Linked DNA regions of Mus musculus: regions 1, 3 and 4 are each linked to region 2. Evidence: chromatin contacts called from public Hi-C and HiChIP or PLAC-seq data. All regions are on one chromosome and are shown on one strand. The core of a region is the stretch at or near the end of the contact, and the rest is flanking DNA. Distances in the headings are between cores, read along the strand shown.

Region 1 (3,324 bases), core at 638-3,137, 660 kb before region 2:
TATGATGATTAATAATTACCATGGCTAATATACTTACTACTTGCCACTGCAACTGTTACTTTAAGCAGTTTGACATACAAATCCATCAACTCTTGTTACTTTGTTCACGACTATGGCAGAAACGGATCAGAGAAAGGTTTTTATGTTGCAGATGCTTGCACAGGAACTTAGCCAAACATCACAAAGATGTATGGCACAGGAGCTTCTCACCTCAAGAAGGGCAAGCGGCACACTGTCACAGGAAGTGTTTAGGAACAAGATTATCTCCAAGACACGCCTTCCAAAGACCTTTATTCTTTAACCTGGAATCACCTTCTAAAGTTCTCTGAACCTCCCAAACCACTGCCATTTGTTAAGTTTTAAACCCAGGACATGGGTGAGGTGCCAGTTTAGCACATCAAAGTGGACCTGGCCTCCAGGTTCTTCCAGCAGCCTCAGTTCCTACCTGATATAGGGTATGGCTGGCATATCCCACCCTTTACCCTGAACACTCCAGCCCAGAGGCTGGGCTGCCCTTCCCCCCCCCCCCAGGGGCTCTTCCCTATATAGTCCAGACATTTTGTTACCCAGCCTTTTTGTACCTTTGGCCTCCTGGCTGCTGCACCTGGTTCTTTTCTTCCCTCCTTCTCCTTACCCCTTCCCCTTGCCCAGTATTAGATTTTCACAGATGTCTCAGCTTTTGGCTACACTCTCCCACAGATAAGCTTTCTCCTCCACCACACCTAGGGGGAATTCATATCCTTTCCCTTCCTTTTTATTTCTTTTTCTTTCGTTCACAACTAGCTGGGGACAACTTCCAACATGAGCCTACGGGAGACATCTTATGTGCAAATTACAACATCATCTAACTTTCTCACCAACCCAATAACCCTAGGTATTGTTATTGTTCTCATTTGACAGGTAGGAAAACTGAGGTGCAGAGCAACTAATTTTTAAGATCATACCTAAAGTAAGTGGTAGTATTAGGATAAACCCAAGTAGCTGAGACACAAGCTCATTTGTATTTCTGTCCTAAATTGCTAGGACTTATATCTGACTCTAGTTCAAGGTCATGGGACATCATCCTAGCTCTGTTAACCATACGAACATTTCAGGCTTACACTTGTTGAGAAGAAAATTTAGCAACTTGGCAGATCCTAGGAATTCCCCTGTAGTGCTTAATAAATGTATCCTCTTTTTGGAGATCTGAATTTAACATTTTCCACCTCGAAATCTGGATTGCTACCAAGTGTGAGGGTTGTAGTCCAGTGTAACGGCTTTTGAGTTGGATAGATTTTGTCTTGCTCACCTGCAGCTCTTAGCTTTCAGGAGTTGTGTCTCTCTCTGAGTGTCAGTTTCCCCATCTGACAAGTGCAGTCAATGAGGTAACAAGCAAAACACAAAGTACTTCGGGCAATGCCTGTTACCCAGCAACAACAGTGACAGAATGACAGTGGCAATGTCCAGGCAGTCAAGATGCCTTAAAGACTCTTGAGATTATGGTGGGCAGTTTGGAAGGGTTGCAACATAAAACTTAGGACATCAAATTGAAATGGAATTTCAGATAAACAATATTTTAAAAATAACTGCTTAAGTATCTCCCAAATACTGCATGAGATATATTTAAGCTAAACGTGGGTTTTGTTGGGTTTTTTTGTTTGTTTGTTTTTGTTTTGTTTTTTCCTATTCTTGTTAACCTGAAATCCCAAATTATGAAGCGGCCCGATGCGTGTTACATAAGACAACTCCAGGCCTCAAAGCCTCAACCCCCAGTCTGTTCCAGTGAAAGTTGGATCCTGACCCCGGGAGGATCCCACTAGGGGTGGCAATCTCCGTGTTCTGCCCAGGCAGTACTAGCAGCACCCAGAGCGGCCCCGCCCCGCCCGGCCCTCCTGGAGGGCAGGTTCCAGAAGCTGTTCCAGGCGGGGCTGCCGGGTGGTGTGGAGTCGCTCCCTCCTCTCACAGAACGTGCCCAGGCAAGGCCAGTCGCTCGCCATGTCCGCTATGGAGGCGGCGGATGTTTTCCACAGAGCCCGGGGCAGGACCCTGGACGCGTTTTCCTCAGGTACTGCTTGGCTCTTCGCCTGGGAAGGGGGGCACTCCAGAGCTGCAGAACCTTCCGCGAGGGGAACCTTCCGGTCGCGGGCGCTCACTTCTATCCGGATCCCTTCGTGGGTTGCACACAGCACCGGGGACCGTTGTCGGAGTTGTTCCTCCCTCGCAGTGTTGGGTGCTTCGCTGGCCTTGACTTGACCTTGCAAACCACAAACTTAAAAAATAAAGCAAACAAACTAAACAGAAGCGGGGCGGAGGTGGCAGAGAAGTGAATGACTGCTTGGGCTCTGCTACGGGGCCTGTCTTCTCTCTTCCTTGGCAAGCTTCTGCGGGGCAGCTGACAAGCGCTGTGTGTGTCAGGGGCTGTCAATTGTAGTGAGAGTGTTTTTATATCCAGTTGCTTACTGTAACCGTAGAAAGGGAAGGCATTCTGGTCCAGGTAGCGTTCTTGGAAGTTGGGCTTAGATAATCTGACCCAGTCTTGCCTCAAAGGGAGCGTTGTTAACACATCAGACTATTTCTGTAACCTTGGGTGTGGAACACATGCTGGGTGTTAAGCAAATGATAGGCCCCAGCAACTCAGAGGATACCGGATTGGTTCCTGTTTCCCTGTGTTTCCTTTGGATCTTTGGGGTTGATTCTTCTCTGGCACTTGGCTTAGAATCACAGGAACGCTCGCCTTGTTATCCAGCCTCTAATTTGCCTGAACTGCTCTGAAAAAAGAATCAGGCCCGTTCCAAACCCGGAGGGCCTTGGCACCTGCTCTCCTCTGCTCACCTGGTGGGACTTGGAAGTCTGGCACCTTCTCAGCCTTCACATCCTATTTTCAGGTTCATTTCCTCAGACTTACCTCTGCCTAGCTAGCCAAAGAAGATCAATCCTACAGTTCTCTGCTAGGCCTTTGTTTCTTTTCCCCTCCTTGCAGTTCAAGGTTCTGCACAGGTGCGCACAGCCAAAAATCCACTGATGGTGGACTGGGGAAAGTCCAGTCTGCAGTGTTGCCATTTTCTACAGATTTTAATGTGTCTTAGGTTTTTGTTTGTTTGTTTTCCCAGCCTACATGTTTTTGAGATGCCTCCTATTCTAAGTAGTTCTCCTTCCTTCCTTCCTTCTGAACAGTATCCCATTGATTGCGCATTCGTGCTGTATGTTTTGTTAATGGATGTGCTGAGTTTTACCAACTTGGTGTCTTTCTTGTCTTTGCTTCTCCAGATTTCTCTTTGCCACAGTGCTCTAGGAGCGACTGCTTGCAGGAATGAACTCTTTGTCCTGATCCTTAGATTGGCAGGA
Region 2 (3,177 bases), core at 251-2,750:
CATTTGTCTCTGCTTAACCAACCAACCAACCAGCCAACCAACCGACCAAAACCTAACTAACCAACCACAAAAAGAAGAAAAAAAGAGCTAGTTTGAAGCCTTGCTTTAAAAAGTAATTGACAAAGCCGGGCATTGGTGGTGCTGGCCTTTAATCCCAGCACTTGGAAGGCAGAGGCAGGTGGATTTCTGAGTTCGAGGCCAACCTGGTCTACAGAGTGAGTTCCAGGACAGCCATGGCTATACAGAGAAACCCTGTCTCGAAAAACCAAAAAACCCAACAAAACAAAAACAAAACAAACAAAAAATTATTGACAACTTTGTCTATTACCTCTCTCGTTAGGCCAAATTCTCACTTTTTATTATACAAATGTTTAAAGTCAGCATTCCAATTTAGATATCTTAGATCCAGATTTAAAAAAAAAAAAAACTCGTTGTTTGAACATTTTGAATATGTTACTCTGTAATTTCCAAGTAGGTTAGTTGCATTCTGTCTAGACTCTTTTCAGAGCAAGTAAAATTAAGAGTATACTTTTCTTTGTCTTGGTCTCCATGGGTGAATTACAGGAGCATTTAACAGGTATTTAGAACAGGTATTCCTACTTCGTGCAGTAAAAAATAAAGGTGAATTTTATTTTTTCTTGCTTGTCACTTACCCCACAATTACTAAAATGCAACTTGAAAGTGTGAGATGCCCTCATTATTAAAGGACTGTAAGAATAGCTGACAGATGCGGCCTTTCAAAAGAACAGCACTTTACCTAATGGCAGCTAAGGAACTGGAAGCACCAAAATAGCCACTATTAGGTACCGCTGGGTACACTAAAAAATATGGCAATCCCGATTAATTTGTAAATCTCCTGGCAGGGAGGATGAAAGGACGAAAAAACATTTTAGGTGCGGGCTTTTAATGACTAGTCAAACATAACATGAGTCACTGAAATTTTCCAGTTAAGGATCCTTTTGCCGGACATCCTTGGACCTTTATGAGCCACACGCAGTTTCAGCTGTAACATCTCATGGTTTTACTGCCTCTTCCAAAAATGAATACATAAAAGGAAAGACGCCTCCCGCCGGCTTTGAAATGTAGGGCAAACTCTGGCTGCGGGTGGAGAGAAAGAGAATAAGGTATATAGACTGGGAGACAGAAAAGGCGCCGAAAAGGGAGAAGAAAAAAAAATTCCTCTAGGTTAGGCCTGCGGACCGGGTGTTCTCACAGGCTAGGGTGGATCGTCGCCTCGTGCGGAAGGGCTCGGCCCACCGTCTTGCCCTAGCCGAGTAGAGCCTACCCCTACCCCCACCCTGCGACAGATGGGCCACCAGACTTCTGCCTCCTCGCGCTGCCTGCCGGGAGTTCCAGCCGCTTCCGGTGACGCTTGAGCGCTGAACTCCGACTCCCGTCAGCCCCCGAGAAAACCGCACCGGGTCTTCGCGGGTACTGTCGGGACTTGTAGTTTAGCTATCGGCCGCGCTTCGTAGGCGGAAACGCGGGCGGACACAGACGGGAACTACCGAGGCGAAGGTACGGGTGGTAGCGAGAGGTCAATTCTCTCCAAACGTGGGGTTGGCGGTGAGGCCGGCGGCGGTAGTTGGGGTTGGGTGGGAGGAGATCCTTTCGCACACACGAGGAGGGTTGAGCCGCTGTCGACCTGGTCTCGAGTGTACTGTCTGGACTGTAGCTGCTGCCCAGGACGCCGGCGAGTGAGTCATTGACTGTCAGCTCCCCAGTCTTGCCGTCCTCCCCGGGTCAGCGCGGCCTGCTCCTCCCCGGTCGGCCGCCCCCGCCTCCATTTCCCGCCCTCTCTTCACCACACACACGGCCCCCCCGATCATGGATCCTAGCAGCGGCGGTGGCGGCGGTGGCGGCGGCGGCGGGAGCAGCAGCAGCAGCGACTCTGCGCCCGACTGCTGGGACCAGACGGATATGGAGGCCCCCGGGCCCGGGCCTTGCGGCGGCGGCGGGAGCGGCAGCGGCTCCATGGCCGCGGTGGCCGAGGCCCAGCGTGAGAACCTCAGCGCGGCTTTCAGCCGGCAACTCAACGTCAACGCCAAGCCTTTCGTCCCCAACGTCCACGCCGCTGAATTCGTGCCGTCCTTCCTGCGGGGTCCGGCCCAGCCGCCGCTATCCCCAGCTGGCGCAGCCGGAGGCGACCACGGAGCAGGCAGCGGCGCGGGAGGCCCTTCGGGTAAGTTGCCGGGCTGGATATCCCCAAGGCACGGGCGGCGGCCTGGGGCCGGAGTTCCGCGGTGGGCTGGGTGGAGAGGACGGGAGGCCGGCCGGCCCGCACGTGGGGCGCTGACAGCGGCGCCGGCTGGTCTGGGTGGGGCGCCTCCAGTCTGGGAGCTGCTTGGCTTGGGGCGCCTGGGCCAGGAGGAGCAGAGACCAGGGGACCCGGGGGCGATTGCCCCGCCGCGGAAGGCCGCACGCGGTTCACCCCTAGGCATAGGAACTGTATGGGACCCTGCCAGCCCTGGGCCAGTCAGTGCCACGAGGCCCAGAAGTGGGGACTGATAGGGCTTGAAGTCCGGCAGGAGGAGGGTGTGAAAGTCTAGGGTTTGGGGGACAGGACTTGTCTCTTCGCTGGCCCAGAGAGCTGCTCCTACTGTAGTTTCTACGTTTGGAACTGTAATTGCGTTTTAAGTATCGGTGGCACTAAAGCGACCTGAAGGAATCCCAAGATGCATTGCAGGCTTGTGATCCGCCAGAAACTGTTGGCTGTCAATACAAAGACCTTTTTTCACCCTTAACATTTTGAATACTTGAAAAGTTTTTTAAATGTCACAAGGATTCCTCAGTACTAACATGTGGTAGTAAACCTCATTGATTTATGTGCGGTTTTAAGCGGGATTTAAGACTTTTTCTGAATGGCGTGTAGACTTTTAATTGTTTTAAAAGTATGGCCCTTATAAGGGTTGCTTATAAAAGCTTAGTTTGCGTTCGTGTATTAGTCTAGTCTGTTACTTAAATACTTCTGATAACTTAATATTTGTCACATAAAGTAGCTACTAAATACACTTTCTGTCGTTTCAAACTGCAGTCTTTAAACACCTTTTTACAAACGGGCTGTATGTTTGGTAGCCTGCTTTCAGGTACAGATTTTGTAGCAATGCTGTTGAGTGAACTTAAGTATTGCCTTCATGCTGATGCTTTTTTTTTAAATTAGGTATTTATTTCATTTAC
Region 3 (3,185 bases), core at 573-3,072, 840 kb after region 2:
AGCCCAGGCTCCCACCTGTGTATCTCCATCCTCCGCTAGGCCGTGGGCGAGGTGTGCACTGAACGTGCTTTTCCCAACGCCGCCTTTCCCAGACAGCACCAAGAGCTTGTGTCTCACCGTCTTCATCTTCTCTCTGATTTCCTCCACGGCTGCAGAGAAGTAGAGGAGGTGATGATGACCCCGCCTCAGTCCTACCCGTCCCTCTTCCAAAGTGCTCTTTAAGCTGTTTCTAAGGCTCTTTGTGAGATACCACTTCAGCAAACTAAAAATAAATGCTAGGAAGAAAATACGGTCACTACCAACCTGAAAAGATTGTCTTATTTATGCAGTAGCACATGCCCTCCGAGGAGAGAGTGGGGTGTTCAAAGCCCAGCTCCTCAACAGAACCCAGGAGGCATCTGCTAACATCTGCAGAAATTCTCTGGATGCCACAGGAGGGACTACTACTGGCATCTCGGATGATGGATGCTAAGTGTCTTAAGCACAGGTTAGGCCCAGTACAAGGGATGATCAACTCCAATGTCCCCAGGGCTGCAGATGGGAAACTCACAGGCTCTCAGAAGCAACCATCCCAGCAACGTACTGGGTTTCCAATGTCACGTCTTGTTTCAAATCTTTACAGACTACACTGTGGGGAGACTGGTCTTCACCATGAGGGCATTCTTGCTCAAGATCAGTTTTCAGGAGACTCAACAACCAAACCCAGCCTCTCTCTGAAAAGCCTTCCTTCCAGCTAGGCTTTCAGTCCTCCTCGCCCTGGAGATGGCCCCTCACAGTGCTGATCCCTGGTGAGTTTAACGTGCCTGCTCCTGCTTCCTCCCCACTTTGCTCTCAGTCCCCCATCTGTCTCTCCACTGAGATAATGAACATTCATGTCTGCTGAAAGATAGACTCCTTAACAGGAGGGTCCTTCTCTCTGCCACAGAGAGAGCAGAGCCTCTGTGACCTGTGATGGACATGTGCCAGGACTCAGGCCTGAAAGATCTCAGTATTTTTCCATTCTCCTCTCTGTGCTTGGCCTTGTGGATACTGAGGTAGCGGTTATTACTTAAGCCCTGTACCTGCCCGACATCACTTTTATCTATTCTATCCTTCTTTGAGGTCCTATTTACTGATTTTTTTTTTTTTTTTAATAAAGACAGGGTCTCATCTAAGCCCGGGGTTAGCCTCTTAAATGCTGAGATTACAAACATGTGCCAACACACTCGACCTAATGTTCGTTCGTTCATTCATTCATTCATTCACTGATTCATTCATTCACTCATACAGGGTCTCATCCTGTAGTCCAGGCTGGCTTTTAACTTGTAGCCATCCTCCTGCTTCTGCCCCTCAAGTTCCGGGGGAACAAGCCTGTGCCGCCAAGCTTATTTTAATGCCCCCTTCGGTTCCCTGTCTACCGCAGATCAGACTAAACCTCCATTTCCATCACTGTTTTTCCGCTATTTGATTTTTAAAACCTCCCTCTCGCTCAAGCTCCGCCTTCTACGCCCTCCCCCCAACCAATTAGAATACTGCCCACTAGCCGCTGCCATTCACCCTCAAGTCCCGCCCCTTCCACTTCCTGATCTGCCCGCCGCTTCCTCACCGGGATCCGGAGCAGCGCCGGCTCCGGATGCGCACAGCCTCTGGTTGGGGCATCCCTGGCACGAGGCTCCTCGGCCGGCCTGGGCGCTGTCGGCCCCGGGGCAGCCTGCGGGAAGACGAAGGCACAGTCAGAGTGGTTCGGTCCCAGCGGGACCACCCACACGTCCTGCGATAGCTCACCGTGGGGCGCCTCCTCCATGCTGCCGCTCTTGCCCGGGCTGCGCTCGCCGGAACCTCAGGGGCGTGTTTCCGCCTCGCAGGTCCAATCTGACCCCCCGGCCGCGGGAACTGTCTCGCCAGACCAGGACTGCGCACGCGCAAAACCGTGTGTGCAGTGGGTGGGATTCCTATGCCTCTTCCCGCTAAAACAGGGCGAGACTCAGAAATATATGATACCTGAGCAAATGAAGTGGCTCTAACGATTAAAGATTCTGTTGAGCCAGCCTGTATCCAAATCCCAGAACTCATAGGGAAAGCGAGGATGGACTCTTACACATAATGCAGGTTTTTGATTCTGTTTTTGTTTTTGTTGTTGTTTTGTTTTTTTAAGTATGGTTTTTGTCGCCAACGAACGTTATTCTCCGTGGCCTCAGTGTTGATGCAGTACTACTAATAAAAGTACAATCAATGTCAATATTTACTCAGTTTCAAATAATCTGCCCTACCCTAGATTCTGTTACAGGCTGGGATTGTGGCTCAATTGGTAGAGTGCTTGATCTATCATGCATGAGGTCCTATATTTAGTCCCCAGCACTGAAACAATACAGATCCAACAAAACACTTTGTCCGTCCCTCTCTATTTCTTCTCTGTTCTCCTCTCCTCTCTTCTGCTCAAGCTGATCTTGAATTAATGATTTTCTTGCCATGTTTGGCTAAGAGGGGAGACTTTATAAAGGGGTGTAGCTCAGTGGTAGAGTACCTGTCCAGCAAGTGAAAAGCCATAAATTCAATCGCCAGCAGTGTAAGTTCTCATTTGATCCTCCTGCCTCCGTCTTTCAGTTGCTGGGATTACAATGTGCACCACCAGCATTCCTGGGCTGACACCCCCGCCCTCTTAAAATTGCTGTGCTATTTAGAAAAATACTTTGTTTTGTGTTTTGTTGCTTCCCCTCAGATCTGTTCAGTGAAACCTCTTCAAACCCACTCCTGTGCCCCCACTGGGAGCTTTCCCTAGCTTTCTCTCACTTCTGCAGGTCCCCACTGTCCTTGCTGCTACCATTTCTCCTGTATGTGTCTGTGAGTGTTTAGACAAATGGCCTGTCTGTGTCTGTGGAGCAGTGTTTAGACTCCATGAAGACATCCTGTCCATGGTCACAGCCATGGGAGCTTGGCTGCATGCAACTTTGGCACAAGATGGTGGTGGTTGTTACTGTTTTCATTGAACGATTCTAAATATTTTTCATTTATTTTTGAGATTATAATTACATCATTTCTCCCTTCATTTTCCTTCCCCCAAACCTTACCACCTCTCCTTGCTGTTTATCAAATTCATGGACTTTTTTTTTTTCATTGTTATTGTGACAGGGCCCCAGACCTTAGCACAACTGACTCCATGATGGAAGTGCCATTCAGGCTGTAACACTCAGCACATAGACAGCAGC
Region 4 (3,313 bases), core at 706-3,205, 690 kb after region 2:
TGCCAGAATGCCAGAAAGGGCTGCATGTGTCTCTAATCTCTATCTACTGACAATCTCATAAGAGTCCCTTTATCCCCACCATGTGTCTAGCATCAGGTTAACCACCTCAGGTCCTAACTACCCAACACTAACCTGGTTCTAAGGGGAACAGCACTACTCACACCTCTGACCTCTGTCGGGGAGGTTGGCAATGTCAACAGAGCATATACCTTATGAAGGAATACACCCAAGATAGTGAACGAACCTAGCCAGCAAGATCAGCTAAACCAACCCTAGAGATCATCATGGTGAAAGATAATGCAGCCAGACTGCCCTCGTGTCTCTGATACCTGAGGCAGCTCTTGGGGCCAGCTCCAAGAGAGGCCAGGAGAGTGGGTGGGGCCCTAAAAATCTTGAATACATTGTTAAGTAAGTCATGGTCACAAGTGCTCCAGGTAAGCTTGCTATATGTGGAAATGGCACTGTATAGAACCTCAAGCTCCTGCACACACACATTTAACACTCAAGCATGTGAGCCTCAGGTGTCTGCTTATGGGACATAGATACAGATGTATGCTGTGCAGGCCCCACTCAGTTAAGGCCCGGTGTATCTGCAGTTCCTTCGGAAGCTTGTTCATACCCCTGCCCTGTCAGCATCTTCTCTCAAGGCAGGGAACCACTCCAACCCCATCTCTATAGACTTGTGCACCTGCTTGTGAACCTTACACAGAGGAGCCAGACAGGATGAGGGTATCAGTGTCTGGCCTCGCACTCATCACTGCATCTGAGTGTTGTCATAGAAACAGGATGAGGCTGTCAGTGTCTGGTCTCTCTCATCACTGCGTCTGAATGTTGTCATAGCCACACTACCTCCCCCTCTTTGCTGTTAAAACTGTCCCCAACTTACTTATCCACCTGTGATTTACCATGTAACATAATACTTAGGTGCTTCTGACAACTGGAACACTTGTGATCTGGCAATGGGAACAGGAGGAGGAAATTAGGACATCTCAGTAAGTTCTGTATTTATAGGCCAGTTGCTTCTGGGCCACAAATGGCACAAAAGCTAGCAGCTTAAGGTGTGTGAAGAAAGTCTGGCTACATTCTACACCTGAGACAGCCACAAGGTTCATCTGCTCCTCACAGGGGCTTTTTTAAGTCCTCTACAAGGTTCTGTGGGGGGTTAGGGATCAGTAAAGGGGCCCACTGTGTGGCTGGGATTTTTCTACTACCCCCTCACTGTGGCTGACATTCTGTGGTATTCTGTTATAATAAACCTGGGAGTCAGTAAGTAATCTCAGTCTCTTGGGCCTCTGTTACTTAGGTCACCAAACAAAGAGGCAACAGTAGCATCTGTGCAATGCCTCCCTGTAATAGCGTAATAGTGAGAACCTGGAAAGCACCTAGATGCCCACAGTCAGGTTCATTTAATAACAATATAGATCAGGGCGAGTCACATGCAGGAACAGCAGAGTGAGTAGGACGGCCTGCATGGCTGGGTGCAGGGTGGGAGGCTACAGGCACCTGACTGCACTTCTGTGACTATGTTATGCTGTTTTACAATGACTCCCCCACTAAAACTAAAAAGTAAAAATAAAAGCAGCAGGGCATATGGCATACATATACTGTGATGGTGGCACTCAGAGACTGAAGCAGAGCTGGGTGTTGTGGCCCATGCCTTTAATCCCAGCACTTTGGAAGCTGAGGCAGGAAGACTGAGAGTTTGAGGCCAAACTACACTACAAAGAGAACACTGCCTCAAAAGCTACTTTTAATAAACTGTCCTGAAAGCCAAAGGTGTGTGTCTGCTGGGCTTTGCAGGCAGCTCCCACACTGCTCCCACTTCCTTTTAGAGCCATGCACATGTCGGATCACTTTTGTATCGAATCTGAAATAGCACCAATGCAGAGGGCAGAGAGGGTCATCAGGAGCCATGTCTGGAGAAGTGGGGAGACTGGAATAAAGGTCACAAGAGCCCTGTGAGGCAGCTAAGTTCTCCATTACAGATTGGTGACCCGTGATGACAGCTAATGGCTCCGACCTAGAGGTCTGAAATCCTCAGACAGGAAGTTCTGAAAGGTGATGTACATGTCAGCTGCACAGCAGAGGCCACCTCAAAGGATTTACATCAGATCTTCAAGGTACTTCACCAAGAAGCTAAAACTTTCAAAGGACGTACTGTTAATCCTAGCCCTAAATGGATTTCAAAAGGGTCACCAAGATAAAACTCCAAAGACCCCATATTAAAGGTCAAGACTTTGGAATTGTCCCAATGGCCTCAGAACATTCCTGAGCCTGCACCTCAGAGCTGGATCTTCCCCTCTGAGCTCAGAAACCACACTTATTCCAGATCCAGCGAAACAGAAGCTGATAACAAGGGAAACCACACAGGGAGATGTGAATTAGCACCATCTGTGGTCAGGGGGAGGAGGAGGAGGGCTCTGTGGCTACAGCACCACCTAGTGGCCACTGCTAAGGTCACCACCACCCAGCAACTTGATTTGCCCCAAGAAGTCAGTACCTGCCTTTGCTCTGGGCGCTCCACCGTTTTTTCTCTTGCTTTCAAGAGCAGGACCTGCACTGTGCTGCATTTGGAGTAAGTAACTAGCACAGAATGAAATTAGGCTGGCTCAGTCCCAGCATAGATAAGGGTCTGGTAATGCTCTGCTGAAGGTCTGCCCTGGGGATTGCAGCCTCCCTCTACTCGGATGGACTATGACAACTAAGAGCAGCTCCAGAAAATGCCAGCACCACACTGAGGACCACTGAGTGTATTCTCCTGTGCTAAAATCTCTCCTCTACTCTGAATGTGCTGTACTGGTTACTTTGGGTCCATGACTCAAACTTTCTTGGAGTTATAACAAGAGCCTCCGTAGCCCCTGCCTCTCAGAAGAATAAATGGGGCTGAGGGTTGAACTGAGTTAAATTCTTGCTTGCTGGGCAACAAAACTGAAGCAGAGGCACCCCTAAGACCTCTCTGCCTTCTCCATTGCTCTTAGAAGTGCTGGCCTATGTACTCCTCAGTCATTAGATCTTTGAAATTGAACCATGCTGAGGGGATGGCAAGTCAATCAGCAGGAGTCCTTCATGGAACCCTACCACACTGAACTACCCTCAACATAGTCAAAAGCTGCACATGTCGTTTCCAGTGTGACTACATGTGATGACAGGGTAATTACGATTAAATGAGTTTGCAGGGTCAGGCTCCACCCCTGACAGAATTAGTGCCCCATGGAGTCAGAGAGACCAGAGGTTGAGCTCTCTGACTTCATTCTCTCACAGGCGGGGCCAGGTACTGTGAGAAGGTAGCTAAGGTCTAATGTGGCCCCAGGTT

What was found. Hi-C and Micro-C count contacts between places; a contact is called where the count stands out from the background. HiChIP or PLAC-seq counts read pairs in DNA pulled down with a chosen protein or histone mark.
Region 1: a contact with region 2 is called in an H3K27ac HiChIP or PLAC-seq map of thymic regulatory T cells, with 5 times the contacts expected there. The contact joins the promoter of Cpped1 here to the promoter of Gspt1 in region 2. A contact is called at or near these places in 3 of 39 promoter capture datasets (the C10 cell line, hippocampal neurons and pre-B cells), 8 of 484 Hi-C or Micro-C datasets (B cells, CD4 T cells, CD8 T cells and 4 more), 9 of 115 datasets of contacts at active chromatin or transcription factors (the SCID.adh cell line, astrocytes, cardiomyocytes and 6 more) and 2 of 9 other capture datasets (adipose tissue and liver).
Region 3: a Hi-C map of uterus shows a contact between it and region 2, with 4 times the contacts expected there. The contact joins the promoter of Nubp1 here to the promoter of Gspt1 in region 2. A contact is called at or near these places in 1 of 39 promoter capture datasets (pre-B cells), 8 of 484 Hi-C or Micro-C datasets (B cells, CD4 T cells, CD8 T cells and 4 more), 4 of 115 datasets of contacts at active chromatin or transcription factors (embryonic stem cells, regulatory T cells, regulatory T cell precursor and 1 more) and 1 of 9 other capture datasets (adipose tissue).
Region 4: an H3K27ac HiChIP or PLAC-seq map of thymic regulatory T cells shows a contact between it and region 2, with 6 times the contacts expected there. The contact joins the enhancer-like site here to the promoter of Gspt1 in region 2. A contact is called at or near these places in 10 of 39 promoter capture datasets (the 3T3-L1 cell line, the HPC-7 cell line, cranial neural crest and 4 more), 1 of 484 Hi-C or Micro-C datasets (CD4 T cells) and 2 of 115 datasets of contacts at active chromatin or transcription factors (the SCID.adh cell line and thymic regulatory T cells).

Annotation. Positions count from the first base shown.
Region 1 is chr16:11,907,986-11,911,309 of GRCm38.p6, reverse strand. It overlaps Cpped1 (calcineurin-like phosphoesterase domain containing 1), which reads left to right and starts at 1,887. Exons shown (of 4, transcript NM_146067.3): 1 at 1,887-2,044. The coding sequence starts at 1,975. The region is part of intron 2 of Gm9961 (predicted gene 9961); the gene reads right to left.
Region 2 is chr16:11,252,648-11,255,824 of GRCm38.p6, reverse strand. Gspt1 (G1 to S phase transition 1) reads left to right here and starts at 1,500. Exons shown (of 15, transcript NM_146066.2): 1 at 1,500-2,182. The coding sequence starts at 1,828. LOC115488671 reads left to right here and starts at 2,189. Exons shown (of 2, transcript XM_030249388.1): 1 at 2,189-3,177. Mir1945 (microRNA 1945) reads left to right here and starts at 1,380; the gene lies at 1,380-1,457.
Region 3 is chr16:10,410,575-10,413,759 of GRCm38.p6, reverse strand. Nubp1 (nucleotide binding protein 1) reads right to left here and starts at 1,822. Exons shown (of 11, transcript NM_011955.2): 1 at 1,765-1,822; 2 at 1,586-1,690; 3 at 16-149. The coding sequence starts at 1,783.
Region 4 is chr16:10,564,808-10,568,120 of GRCm38.p6, reverse strand. All of the region lies in intron 3 of Clec16a (C-type lectin domain family 16, member A), which reads right to left. Among named protein-coding and RNA genes, the nearest start is that of Clec16a, 21 kb to the right of the region's middle. Within about 2 kb of position 1,955, at least 35 of the 459 cell types and tissues checked have an H3K27ac peak or open chromatin away from gene starts, as enhancers often do. A contact at or near this core is called in thymic regulatory T cells, where this site is marked.